Linked DNA regions of Gossypium hirsutum: regions 1, 3 and 4 are each linked to region 2. A link is a contact called in public Hi-C data. All regions are on one chromosome and are shown on one strand. Each heading gives the region's core, a stretch centred on a gene start, on an enhancer-like site or on the middle of the called end of the contact. The rest is flanking DNA. Distances are from core to core; before and after follow the strand shown. Region 1 holds the start of LOC107959850 (probable phospholipid-transporting ATPase 8). Region 2 holds the start of LOC107959854 (universal stress protein A-like protein). Region 3 holds the start of LOC107959852. Region 4 has its middle 11 kb from the start of LOC121229771.

Region 1 (3,100 bases), core at 312-2,811, 220 kb after region 2:
CAGAATACCCATAAAATAATATGTGATATGACATGTATATTACTGATGCATAGTAATAAACCTTTAATAATAAAAATGAATAAAATTTTAAAAAATAACTAATTTACTTTTAAATTTAACATATAAAAATTAATTTAACTCCTATAATTTATTCCGGTATTTGTACGGACAATAATCTCGTCTTTTACCATTCTATGCCAACATTAATTTTTCAATTCCAAAAAGGAAAAAAAAAAGAAAATTGAAAACTGAGTCCACGGAGGGTAAAAAAGGTCGTTTGTTCAACAATTTCATCACCCGTTTTTTGAGACTGTTCATGTCCTGAAGCAATCATCCACGTGTAAGGACATGATTCTGCCATATCCTCTCATAAAATATAATCTCAGTCTCCTTAACTTCGTCATGGAAGTTTGCAATTATTCCCCTCTTTTTTTTTTCAGAAATACACTTTATATTTTCATATTAGCATCCCATGTTTTTTTTTAAATCTACCAAGTTAACAACATTAAGTCATAACTAAAAATGAAATAAACAAAAGTTACCTTTTAATTTGCTTGATTTATGCTAAAAAAATTATATTTGATTATGTATGCTGATTTATTTAAAATTTATTGATATATGTTATTTTTAGAGGAAGAAAGAAAAATATGTTTTACAGAGCATATTTTCACTGTCAATTTAAGAAAAAACACGTCTAAAATTGATAACTTAGCTCCTTTGCTTAGATTGTTAAATATTAGTGTTTTTATCCTTGAGTCTGAAGTTCGATTCCTCTCTTTCACATTTGCATTTTTTTATTTCATTTGTTTAAAGCTTTTTTTAATTAATGATTATAATTAATAAACATATTGTTTTCAAATTTTTTTTAATTAACAACTCTTTTATCTATAAAATCAAATATCAAATATGTAATTATTTTTTAAAAAACATCAACTAATTCTTTTCGTATATTTTTCTTTATATTTACTAAAAAATGATATTTGCAATAATTATTTGATTTTATAAATAAAAGAGTTATTAATTAAAAATATATTAAAATTAAGAAACTTGAAAAATAATATATTTATTAATTATAAACATAAATTAAAAAAAAGCTTGAAAGAATCATTTAACCATTTGAGCAAAAGAGCTAAGCTATTAATTTTAGTGAAAATGCAATCTACATTGCACATTTCTAGCTGACCTGGTTGAAAGTGCACCATGTAAGACATGTTTTTAGTAAAGACGTACAGTATAGAACATATATTGGTAAATTTAAAAAAATAAAAAGCATAGATGGTCAAATATCAATTTTTTCAGCATATATGAGTAAATTAGCCCTTTCATTTAGAACATTATACATGAAAACCTCTGATAAATTTTTTTGTATCTTTTTTATATTTATTCAAAACTTGAATCTTGGGTAAAAGAAATTGGGATCTTATTGCAAAATGTTGAACTACAGATGGCTTAAATGTAATTTACCCTGGTTTTGTTTTGTCCCATTTTGTGTTTAAGGCAATCATCCAGTGCTATACAATCTATGTTAAGTTTTCATGGTTAGTTCTTGCTTATAACAGCGGCAAAGCTAACTACTCTAAGACTAATGCAAAGCACCTCACTTTTTATTTTTATTTTATATTGCCTTTCTCACACTTCTTTAAAAGTTTGGAACTTTCAGGCAACAAGGAAGAGATCTCTGCAACTTCAACTGAAAGTAAGGAATTTTCTTTTGATAGAAAACTTGTTGGTTGTAATAAGGATTTACTGTTTTTTTTAAAGACTTTTTTCATTTGTTGGGTTGTCTTAAATTGGTGCAGTTAAGGTTACAAATATGAGGTTTTTCTTGTATTTTTAAAATAAAGAGTTGAGCTTTTTTTTTTTAAATGCTTGTTCATGCACTTTCTGTGTTGGGATTTTAGCTCAGAAATCAAAGGCATTCAAAGCTCATGTGGGTGCAAAGATAAGAATTTTTACTCATTGGGTTTATTTTTGTTTATGTTTTGGTGAATTTGATTGGATTGGGAAGGGGGTTACTGTTCATAGTGTTATAAAGGGGAATTGGAAGATTATTACATTTGTATGTGGTTGATTTGGAAGGTTAATGTGATTGATGATTGTGAGGGAAATCTGAGTTCTTTAGTGATCTATTGCTAAAAGAGAGACAACCCTGTCTGGATTTAAGCTTTGGCAATGGCTAGAATAAGGAAAAGAAGCATACAGTTAAGCAAGCTTTGCTCATTTGCATGTTGTCGGTCGAGTTCTCAAGACGAACATGCCCAAATCGGGCAAAAAGGGTACTCAAGAGTGGTGTATTGCAACGAACCTGATAGTCAAGAGCAAATTCGGCTCAGGTATCGGGGGAATTATGTCTCCACTACCAAGTATACAGCAGTTAATTTCCTCCCAAAGTCTTTGTTTGAGCAGTTTAGAAGGGTTGCAAATATCTATTTTCTTGTTGTAGCTTGTGTTTCTTTTAGTCCGCTGGCTCCATATTCAGCACCAAGCATTATTCTGCCTCTCGTTGTGGTGATTGGAGCTACAATGGCCAAAGAGGGTGTCGAAGATTGGAGGCGAAACCTCCAGGTGATGCTTGAATTTCTTACTCTCCTTTTGGTGCTTTGCTATAACTGTTTGTTTGCTTCCTATTGAATGCTTTCGGTTCAAATTGTATTCTGTAAAATAAAAAAAATAAACAAGTTCAAACTACACCAAATGTGTTTAACAAATAGGACAAATTGTACCGTAAAATAGGTCACAGAATTTCACATTGTTGTCAGTAAATCTGTTGCATCGCATGATATACCATCAAGGTTTTTGATTAATGTACTGGTATTTATGTTGTTCCCATAAATAACAACGGCTACTATTAACGAACATGCTATTTTTTTTCATGGTAATTTTAATTTGCTTGTCCATATATGATAGTGGGAGTATGATTCTTGTCTTGTTCTTTGTTATTAACCCGATTTCAAAATAGATGCACCGTAATTGAATTAACTGCTTTTATTAAGACTGCAATGACTTGATCTGTAAATATTAAATTTAGACACATTAAAAGCAAGTTCAAAGGTACTTGAGGACAAAAGTTTCACATCAGATGGTCCAAGCTCACAAACTT
Region 2 (2,977 bases), core at 177-2,676:
CATACCGTTGGAAAGGACCAAGTCCTCTGCTACCAAGAACAAGAAGATCTGGCTGGATCCTCCTCACTTCATGGCAGATAACTTCCTTTGGATCACCTTTCTTGATCCATGCTTCACACGCAACCTACAATCAGAGAAATCTATCATCAGGAGGGAAAAACTACAAATAAAATGCAGTTTTCTATTTAATACAATAATTTATTGAAGAATGAACACCTTCCAGTAAAGTGTGATATTTGTTTGAAAACAATAATTTATTGAAGAATGAACATTACCCCAATTTCATGGCACCTTGTAACAAAGAATTCAAGCAGATGAAGCCCTCTAGCCCGGTCCCTGCTCTTCAGGCTCTTGAAATCTTCAGGAGAGGCATATATGCTGTCCATGTCATCGAAACCTTACAGAAAAACAAATTGAAATTTAGCGGCATTGGCTGATTTTACAACAGTCGAAGCTGAACATGAAGCATTCATGATTTGCCACTTGAAAGTTGAAACCAGTTTTGGCATAGGAATTTATGTTTCAGACTCGAAGCTTAAATTTGAAGCTTATACATGCCATTGCTGTACATGAACATTGTAATCTAAAAGGCTAGGGTAAAATTCAATCTCTAAACACAATCATTTCTACTTTATCCATCCAACTTTGACGGTGGAGCCTGATTAGTACTTTCAAAAAGAAAATGATTTGTCAAAGGTATGCTTTTAACATTATTATTATTCGATAAACACCTTTTGACATTCAATTATTAGTAGCCACACAGGTAATTGTCATAGCAACCAAACAGTATAATTAAAAGATTCAACGAATGATCCATCAAATTAACATCTCTTAACCATGTAAACCAGCAAATCGAAGTAATTTCGAGAAATTCAAGCCCCGAATCAAGAATTGCACACTCATATCATACACTCCACAAACCCTAGCGAACGGCAACCACGTGCTTATAGAAAACGCATCACGTAAACTTCATTACATAAAGAAAACCGCAAAAGAAAAGAAAAGAAAAGAAAAGAAAAAGAGCTGAAAGCGAAACAAACCATCTTCATCGGGAACTTGAACATGGAGGAAGAGAAGCTTGAAACCAGAAGTGTTGGACATAACGATCTTCTGAAGAGTCCACTCGAAAGCTCCCTTACTACTTATAGAAGCGTGAGGGTAACCTTTGATCGTTGACTCATTCACCGCCACCATTATCCGAGTCACGGATGCCTCACTTGTAGCCATCTTGTCACCCCTAACTCACTGAGTCACTCACTCGGTAACAGTTCTCTCTCTGATCTGTTAAGCTTTATGAAGTCTCTAGCTTCAAGAAATGCCAAGGCGAGGGAGGTTAAAAGGGAAAGTGCGCAGTTCGCATGATGCGCATGATATGTGTAAAGATCACATGGGATTGCTATTGTGCACCCTTGCGGTTAAAATCCACCGCGGCAGATTTTCGTCTTTTTTCGAGCTTTAATTTTTATTTACACAATTATAAAAATACTGAAATGCCCTTTCTGAAAAAAATTATAGGTGAATAAAAATCTTCGCGTCGCTTTGCAGCGTTTCGGATTTCATGAATGGGTTAAGCTGAAACTGGAGCTTGGATGCTAAATAAAATTGGGCCTTCTCAAGTTCTCTGTTTAATATTTAATAAAATTATCTATGATCCAATTCTTTCTTATGCTTGCATGATCAAATTCTATGAAGGCGGCTGAAAAAGAATGGAACGAAATTGAGTGCGTTTGTGTTGTATTATATATATATAAAATATCCTATGCTCACCAAGGTTAATCATCGAGGAGAAGGAGAAGAGCTGGTGTGCGTTTGTATTGTATTCTGTAATACCTAGCCCTGCATAACCATGTTTATTGTTGAAGCTTTTTCAATTTCCAAAGTTCTTTGACTATTATTATTTACATATGGAAATCTTGTTGGATTTTGGATTAAACTACAAGAGATTTAACTATATCTCATGCAATGAAATGGGTGGGCTATCTCCATAGCTTTTTGTTGGTAATAAGATGGGAATTGTTTATTTCTTTTTTTTTTAATTATATAATTTCAGACTGCCCATATACTTTTCTACCCATAAGAGCTAGAATTTCCCAAACATAAATTTAAAAAATGATCATTCGGAAAATATTTGGCTTTAAACACCTGCATAATTAAAGAATTCTGATTATTAATAATTCTCCATCCTTGCTTAGCTAACAGGGAGATGTTGAATTGAGCCATATTTTTTAAACCCATTCCTCTCTCCATTTTAGGGCAGCACATAACTTTCCATTGGCACCAATGAATTCCTTTTTTCATCCTGTCTTTTTTGCCACTAGAATCTAGCAAAAATATTTTCAAAATTCCCACAAAGTAACCTTGGTAGAAGACAACATGTCATTGCATAAGTTGGTATTGCTTGAAGTACGGATTTTATAAAAACCTCTTTCCCCCCTTGAGATAGAATCTGTGTACTCTATTTTTCAATTCTTTGTTTTATCCTATCTTTGAGATTCTGAAACTATTCCCTCTTTCGTCTTTCCACCATATTAGGGAGACTTAAATATTTCTCCATATTTGTCGAGCACTTTACCCCTATTTCATTTGAGATGTCTACTTTGTCCCCCTCTGTTGTATTAGAACTAAAGAAGATCGTTGATTTATTGAAGTTCACGTATTGGCCGAAATATTGTTCATATTCCCTCAAAATATCTTTTAAAATCCTTGTTTCTCCATTTGTAGCTTCACGAAACAAAATACAATCATCTGTCAATAGTAGATGTGAGATCGCCGATCCCTTTCTGATAGCCTTAACTCTTTTTAACAAGCCCTCTTTTATTGCCAGCCTAACCAAGGATGAAAGTCCTTCACTACACATCAGAAAAAGAAAAGGACTAGGTGGATCACCTTGACAGAACCCTCTAGTAGGTTTGAAAACATTGCCTCTACTCCCATTAATGGTCATTGCATAAGAGACTGTGGAGATACATCTCATAAC
Region 3 (2,722 bases), core at 177-2,676, 130 kb after region 2:
AAGAAAACAAGCTAAGTTTTTTAACAGTTCATAGATTAAAGCAGTTCAAAATCTATAATGGCAAGTAAAAAGAATTTAAGTGAACAAGTCATTTGATAGAGAGCTTCACTTCATCTTTTTAATTCCATTTGATGAGAGAATTAGAAGACCTTTTCGTTGTTAGCAGCCAAAAACTTTACATGATCCAGTAGTGCCTTCTTCTGAGCTCTCAGAATAGTGTTTGCAAAACGACGTTTCAGCATTGCAGCACGGAGAGCCTTCTTTGGTGACATTGGCACATCAAAAGTAAGAGTTGACAATCCTAATCAGATGATAGAAAACAATATAAATCAAAATCAAAGGAACCCTATTCAGTTTCAGAGATTTACCTCACCAAAATATTTGTATAATTTCTATAACCAAATGATATACCATGGCCTAAGAACATCATATTGAATGACCAACCAGCAACATTCTCTTCAATCTCAATCCTGCAAATTAAGGAAATTAAATAAAGTAAAAGCCAGAAACTTTGAACAAAATTAATGAAAAATATAAAAACCCAATTTGAAACAAAACAATTCAGCCTTAAAACAAGTGTATACAAACCTGAAATTTAACCCAGCTCTCTCCCTCAACCTTTCCAACTGTGCCTTAATATACTCTGCTGCTTCTCTCAAACCCTGACGCCCTTCCTATTGAACAACGAAAACCCATAATCACTAACATAAAGTCCTACTCTACCACAGCAATAAATTTGAAATTTTTTTTTCCATTTCAGCTACCCCAGAGGTTACCTTCAATCTAAGCAGTGAGAATAAACTAATAAGAGTAGTAATGATTTAAAGCTATCCAGTAAAATTGAAAGGAAAAAAAAAAGAAAAAAAAGTACAGGACATGATGGAAAGAAAGTGAAAAGAGATAAGCCGACGCACTTGACGACCATCGATTTCATGTGCTAAGACTCGAACATGCTCGATAGCTCTGGCTTCAGAGAAACGATCGAGAGGCGCATCGATCCCCAAAGGCGTGATGAACTTGGTGTACATTACCTAAACCATACATGAGACCATACATGACCGCCAATGAGAAGAGGAATTTAAACCCCGAAACATCTGTGCCATCGAGCCTTAGCGCCATTACCTAAACCAAAAAAGAAAACCCAAAGCTGAACTTCACAGCAGTATTACCTTCCCCTTGTTTTTACCTCGAAAGAAAGCACAGAAAAGTCAAAAGAAGGGTCTATAATGGAGAAGGGAAAGAGAGATGGATGAAGTTAAAGGAAAGTGTAGAAGAAGAGTAGCTAAATTTTATTTGGGGAATTTAGGGCGAGCGACATAGATGAGAAGAAGAGGGAGTAACGAGCGGCTAAACAAAAGTTTTTTTTTAGGGTGAGCGGGATTTTGATTTCTTTTTTTTTCTTTTGCAGCGTTTTCAATAAAAACGCCGCTATAGTTTAATTTTTTGCGGCATTATATTGCTTAATTTTAATTTTTTTAATATATTTTTTTTATTTTATTTTTTAATTTTTGTGTTGAGATTATCATTTTTTGAAATTTTTTTAATTTTAAATATTGAACTTTTTAATTGAAATATAGACTGAAATATTAAATATTAAGTTTTTTATTTTTTATTTTTATTTTTTATTTTTTATTTTTTATTTTTTATTTTTTTTGAAGATTTTTATAATTTTTAAATTATCATATAAAATACAAAAGGGAACTTTAACAGAAATAAAATGAAATCAAATAATTAAAAAAAATACAAAAGGAGACAGCAATACAAGCATTATTCTTTTAAGTATAGTCCGCATTAGTTGTTTAGATTTTTATATAAATGGCATTTAATTATATGTATACACCTAAATTTTGATAGAGATGCATCTCAGAATTATTTATGGATTTCGGTTTAATGTGTAATTGTAGATGTGAAATTCTAATTGTGGTTTAAATGTATAGCTGAAACTTAAATTTTGATTTAATCATACACATTTTAAAAAATAAATACATCAATATATTTTTATATTGAATAAATATAAATATTTTTATATCAATAATTGTGATAATAATTTACAAGAACTGGATCAAATTAAAGTTCATGTATACAATTGCACACTAAACCATTGTTCATGTATGCTTTTGGGATTTAACCCATTTTGATATTTTTTTTAAAAAATAACTTATATTTATCTTATTTAGGTTTATGTTATAAAAAATCCAATATACACAAGTTAAGGGACCCCTAAACACTAAAAAATAAATCCTAAACCCCAAACTCCGAACCATAAACCATAAAATATCATAGACCATAAACTTATACCATAAACCCTAAATATATATGTATTACAAGGGACAAAAATAACTAAAAAAGAATCTTATTGTTTACCTAAACCCTAAAATAAATTAATTTTTTGTCATTTTGTCAAAAATCCTAACCCTTAAAATCATGAACAATACTAAGACCCTAACTATAAAATAATAAATCATGAACCCCAAACTCTAAACCATAAACCATAAAATCAAAACTCAAATCACAAAATAATAAACATTATATCATAAACCCTAAAACCCCAAACCATGGACATTAAACCTTAAATTCTAAACCCCATAAATCTTAAATCATAAACATAATCTCTAAACCCTAAAAACATAACACTTAAACCCTAACCCCTAAGCCTTAATTCCCAACTCTTAAACCATAAACCATAATCCCTAAACCCATAATCCACAAACCTTAAAATATT
Region 4 (2,951 bases), core at 138-2,637, 160 kb after region 2:
GCAAGATAAAAAAAAGAAGACAACATTTGAGTTTATATTGTGAAACCTCCTTCACAATAAACTCCATAATCCTACTATTTTTAGATCTCTATGAGATTGTCCAAACTTGTGTCCTTATGTAACCCTCGCTCTTTATTACCATGTTCCTTTCTTGTATTTTTTGGTATGTTAGCCCATACTTTGTTTTTGTTGTGCAGTTGATGTAGTGAGAGCAAGTTTTCCATTACTATTTCAGTGTGCTAAAAAATGCTGTCAAAATTTATGGTTGAAGTCTAAAATATCTTTTTGCACATAATAGTGGAAAGTTCAAAATTAATTAATTATATGTTAATTTTTTTTAAGAAAATGCAAAAAATCAATTAAACCTTTATATTAAATTCATACTTAATTAAGTTCCTAATAAAATAATCAATTAAACCCTTCTATTAACGATTTTCATCATTAACTACGTTAACCACTAAAATAAAATGACAAACCTGTTAGATGGTGACACGTAACAACTTCTAGTTTAATTTAATATTTTTTCATAAAAGAGAAAAATATTAAAATTTATAATAAAAATTATAAAAAAAATTATACAATTAATAAAACTTATTTAAAATATTTAAAATTTAAAACAAAGCAATAGAATTCTTAGAAATAATAGAAAATATAAAAATATATTAAATTGATATAAACTTATAAACATCATAAAAGAAAGTCATAAAAATTTGAATTGAACCGATTAGCCCGAAATCGATAAGGATATCGGTCAGAGAAAAGCCATTTGACTTGTTGACTTGAGAATTGGATGGTTGAATTGATTTTTTATTTTATTTTTTTTATATTTTTATCAAACCAAAATTTTATTATCCAACTATTAGCATATGTCGGGGTGAAATATTCTAGCCAAAGTTTTAGAGCTGAACCAATAATCGAACCAATCAAGTCATGGGTTTGTCAATTCAACTAATCCAACCAGTTTAATTAAATAAATATTAAAAAATCAATTGAAATTTACAATTTTCAATGAAATATTATAGCCTAGTTTAGACAAAAAAAAATTTAAATTTAATGTAGAAATAATTGTCAAGTTTAAAAATTAATTTAGACAAAAAAATATCAAACTTTAATATAAAAATAATTGCCAAATTTAGAGAATAAAACCAAACAAAATTAATCCCAATGTAATAGTAATTATTAAGTTGAGACCCAAAAATGTTTGGTGGGAGCTAAACTAGCTTTTGAGTTTTTATATATTGAGTGAACCAACTTATTTTGTTGAGTTTGGGTTTAGACCCATTAAGTTGTGAAGTAGCAATTGAATGAACCGATGTGGTCCAATAGGCAAGAATATTGGAGGCAACGAGGCATCTCTCAGGTATACCAGCATTAAATTAAGGTAAGTCATAAATATGGGAAATGGAAAGAACCTAGGCATTTCTAGTAAGGTCTCAAACAAATGTGGGGAGCAGGTGGACGGCTGAGATTAGGTTTTTCCGTATCAAATAAACCCTTACCACGTGGAAGTTTGTATTTGTAGGTAAACAACCCACGTGAATTTAGATATACTTTTGAATCGCCACGTCTGTATAGAGTAAACTACAATGTGGTTATACACTATGAAATTTTGTGAACCAATTAGAATGTTTGTGTCATAATTATTTGTATCATATATGAAATCATATTTTTTAATTAATTTAATTAAAATATAATTATTAAAATTTTATATTATTATTAATTTAAAATAAAATAATTAAGTGACAATATTAAATGGTTATTTTAGTTTTAATTAATTAAATTAATAAAATATAAATAATAAATAAAAGAATTTAAACTCTTTAAAACAATTAAATGGAGCAGTTAAGATCTACAAGAACTTTTTTTAATTCAAATAATTGGCATTATAAATAGGGGTCACCCAAGCCATTCTATAGAGAGACACAAGTTCAAAAAGCTCAAAAAATCTCTGTAGAATTCTTTAAAGAAACCAAAGAGCTTGAAGAAATTCTAAAGAACGTTGCCTTCTTATCAAATTCAACCGTGGAGAGGAAGCCAAGAGTCGTTTATAAAGAAAGTCACCTTTCCATCCAAATCAACTAAAGAAAAGAGGTCCTAACTCGTGTCAAGAGCAAGTTGTCACGACACTTGAAGCACTTGTTTTTGAAGCAATCCACATATATCCAAGACCAAGTCTAGACAACCCATGGATTGAAGCCAAACAGAAGAGAAGAATCAAATGATATTTTTCTTTGTATTTAATAAATTTCCAAAGATTGTAACTTTCTTTCAAAGTTATCAATAAAATTTGACTCTGAATTTTCAAGTCAACTTTTGACTTGAAATTTGTGTGTACAAATTTCTGGCATGTCTAGTGGGACCGTCTCTTCCTTTCATCCCTTCTATTGAAAATTCAAAGCTCAAAGTTGTAATAGCCTTAAAGAATATCATCATTAGCAAGTTCACTTAAACTAATCTTGTAGCTCGTCCACCTTCACTATCAAGCAACAGTGTCCTTGTCCATCCCTATGGCACTAGGCAAAAAACGAAAGTTTTTTTAGAGCCATTCAACCAAAATTCTTTGATTCTCAATGACAATCCACTTTTCTATGCTTCTTTACCAATTCATGACTCAGAAGAAGTCTCTTGTCATGGATCAAGTGTAACCCGTCGTTTATCATTTAAGGGGAAATACGTCCAATCAAGTGACTATACCATTCCAACATCTCCCCCAAAGTCTAACTCCGGAGTGATAAATGTCATTATAATTAACACAAAATCCTTGGAATAACAAGTGGCATCCCTGGCAAAGACAATAGAGAGTATTACTGCAAGCCTCAAACAAAAGAAGGAACATATGGACTTTATGATGAAAAGACTCATTGATCTTACTATGAAGGGGCCAATTAATGAAGAAGTTTAAAATGAGAATATACTGACGAAGCTTGGTGAGCAAGCAAGTTACCAAAGAT

The links. A called contact is a pair of places that touch in the nucleus more often than the background predicts.
Region 1: a contact with region 2 is called in a Hi-C map of leaf, with 2.2 times the contacts expected there. The contact joins the promoter of LOC107959850 here to the promoter of LOC107959854 in region 2. A contact is called at or near these places in 6 of 34 Hi-C or Micro-C datasets (hypocotyl and leaf).
Region 3: a contact with region 2 is called in a Hi-C map of leaf, with 2.2 times the contacts expected there. The contact joins the promoter of LOC107959852 here to the promoter of LOC107959854 in region 2. A contact is called at or near these places in 4 of 34 Hi-C or Micro-C datasets (callus and leaf).
Region 4: a Hi-C map of leaf shows a contact between it and region 2, with 4 times the contacts expected there. The contact joins the enhancer-like site here to the promoter of LOC107959854 in region 2. A contact is called at or near these places in 2 of 34 Hi-C or Micro-C datasets (callus and leaf).

Annotation. Positions count from the first base shown.
Region 1 is chrA05:99,458,696-99,461,795 of Gossypium_hirsutum_v2.1, forward strand. It overlaps LOC107959850 (probable phospholipid-transporting ATPase 8), which reads left to right and starts at 1,562. Exons shown (of 12, transcript XM_041114245.1): 1 at 1,562-1,696; 2 at 2,080-2,565. The coding sequence starts at 2,173.
Region 2 is chrA05:99,240,223-99,243,199 of Gossypium_hirsutum_v2.1, forward strand. LOC107959854 (universal stress protein A-like protein) reads right to left here and starts at 1,427. Exons shown (of 4, transcript XM_016896017.2): 1 at 1,041-1,427; 2 at 276-397; 3 at 6-124. The coding sequence starts at 1,227.
Region 3 is chrA05:99,370,211-99,372,932 of Gossypium_hirsutum_v2.1, forward strand. It overlaps LOC107959852, which reads right to left and starts at 1,427. Exons shown (of 6, transcript XM_041114242.1): 1 at 915-1,427; 2 at 589-674; 3 at 412-470; 4 at 150-301. The coding sequence starts at 1,028.
Region 4 is chrA05:99,403,389-99,406,339 of Gossypium_hirsutum_v2.1, forward strand. No RefSeq gene overlaps it. Among protein-coding and RNA genes, the nearest start is that of LOC121229771, 11 kb to the left of the region's middle. Within about 2 kb of position 1,388, at least 2 of the 9 cell types and tissues checked have an H3K27ac peak or open chromatin away from gene starts, as enhancers often do. A contact at or near this core is called in leaf, where this site is marked.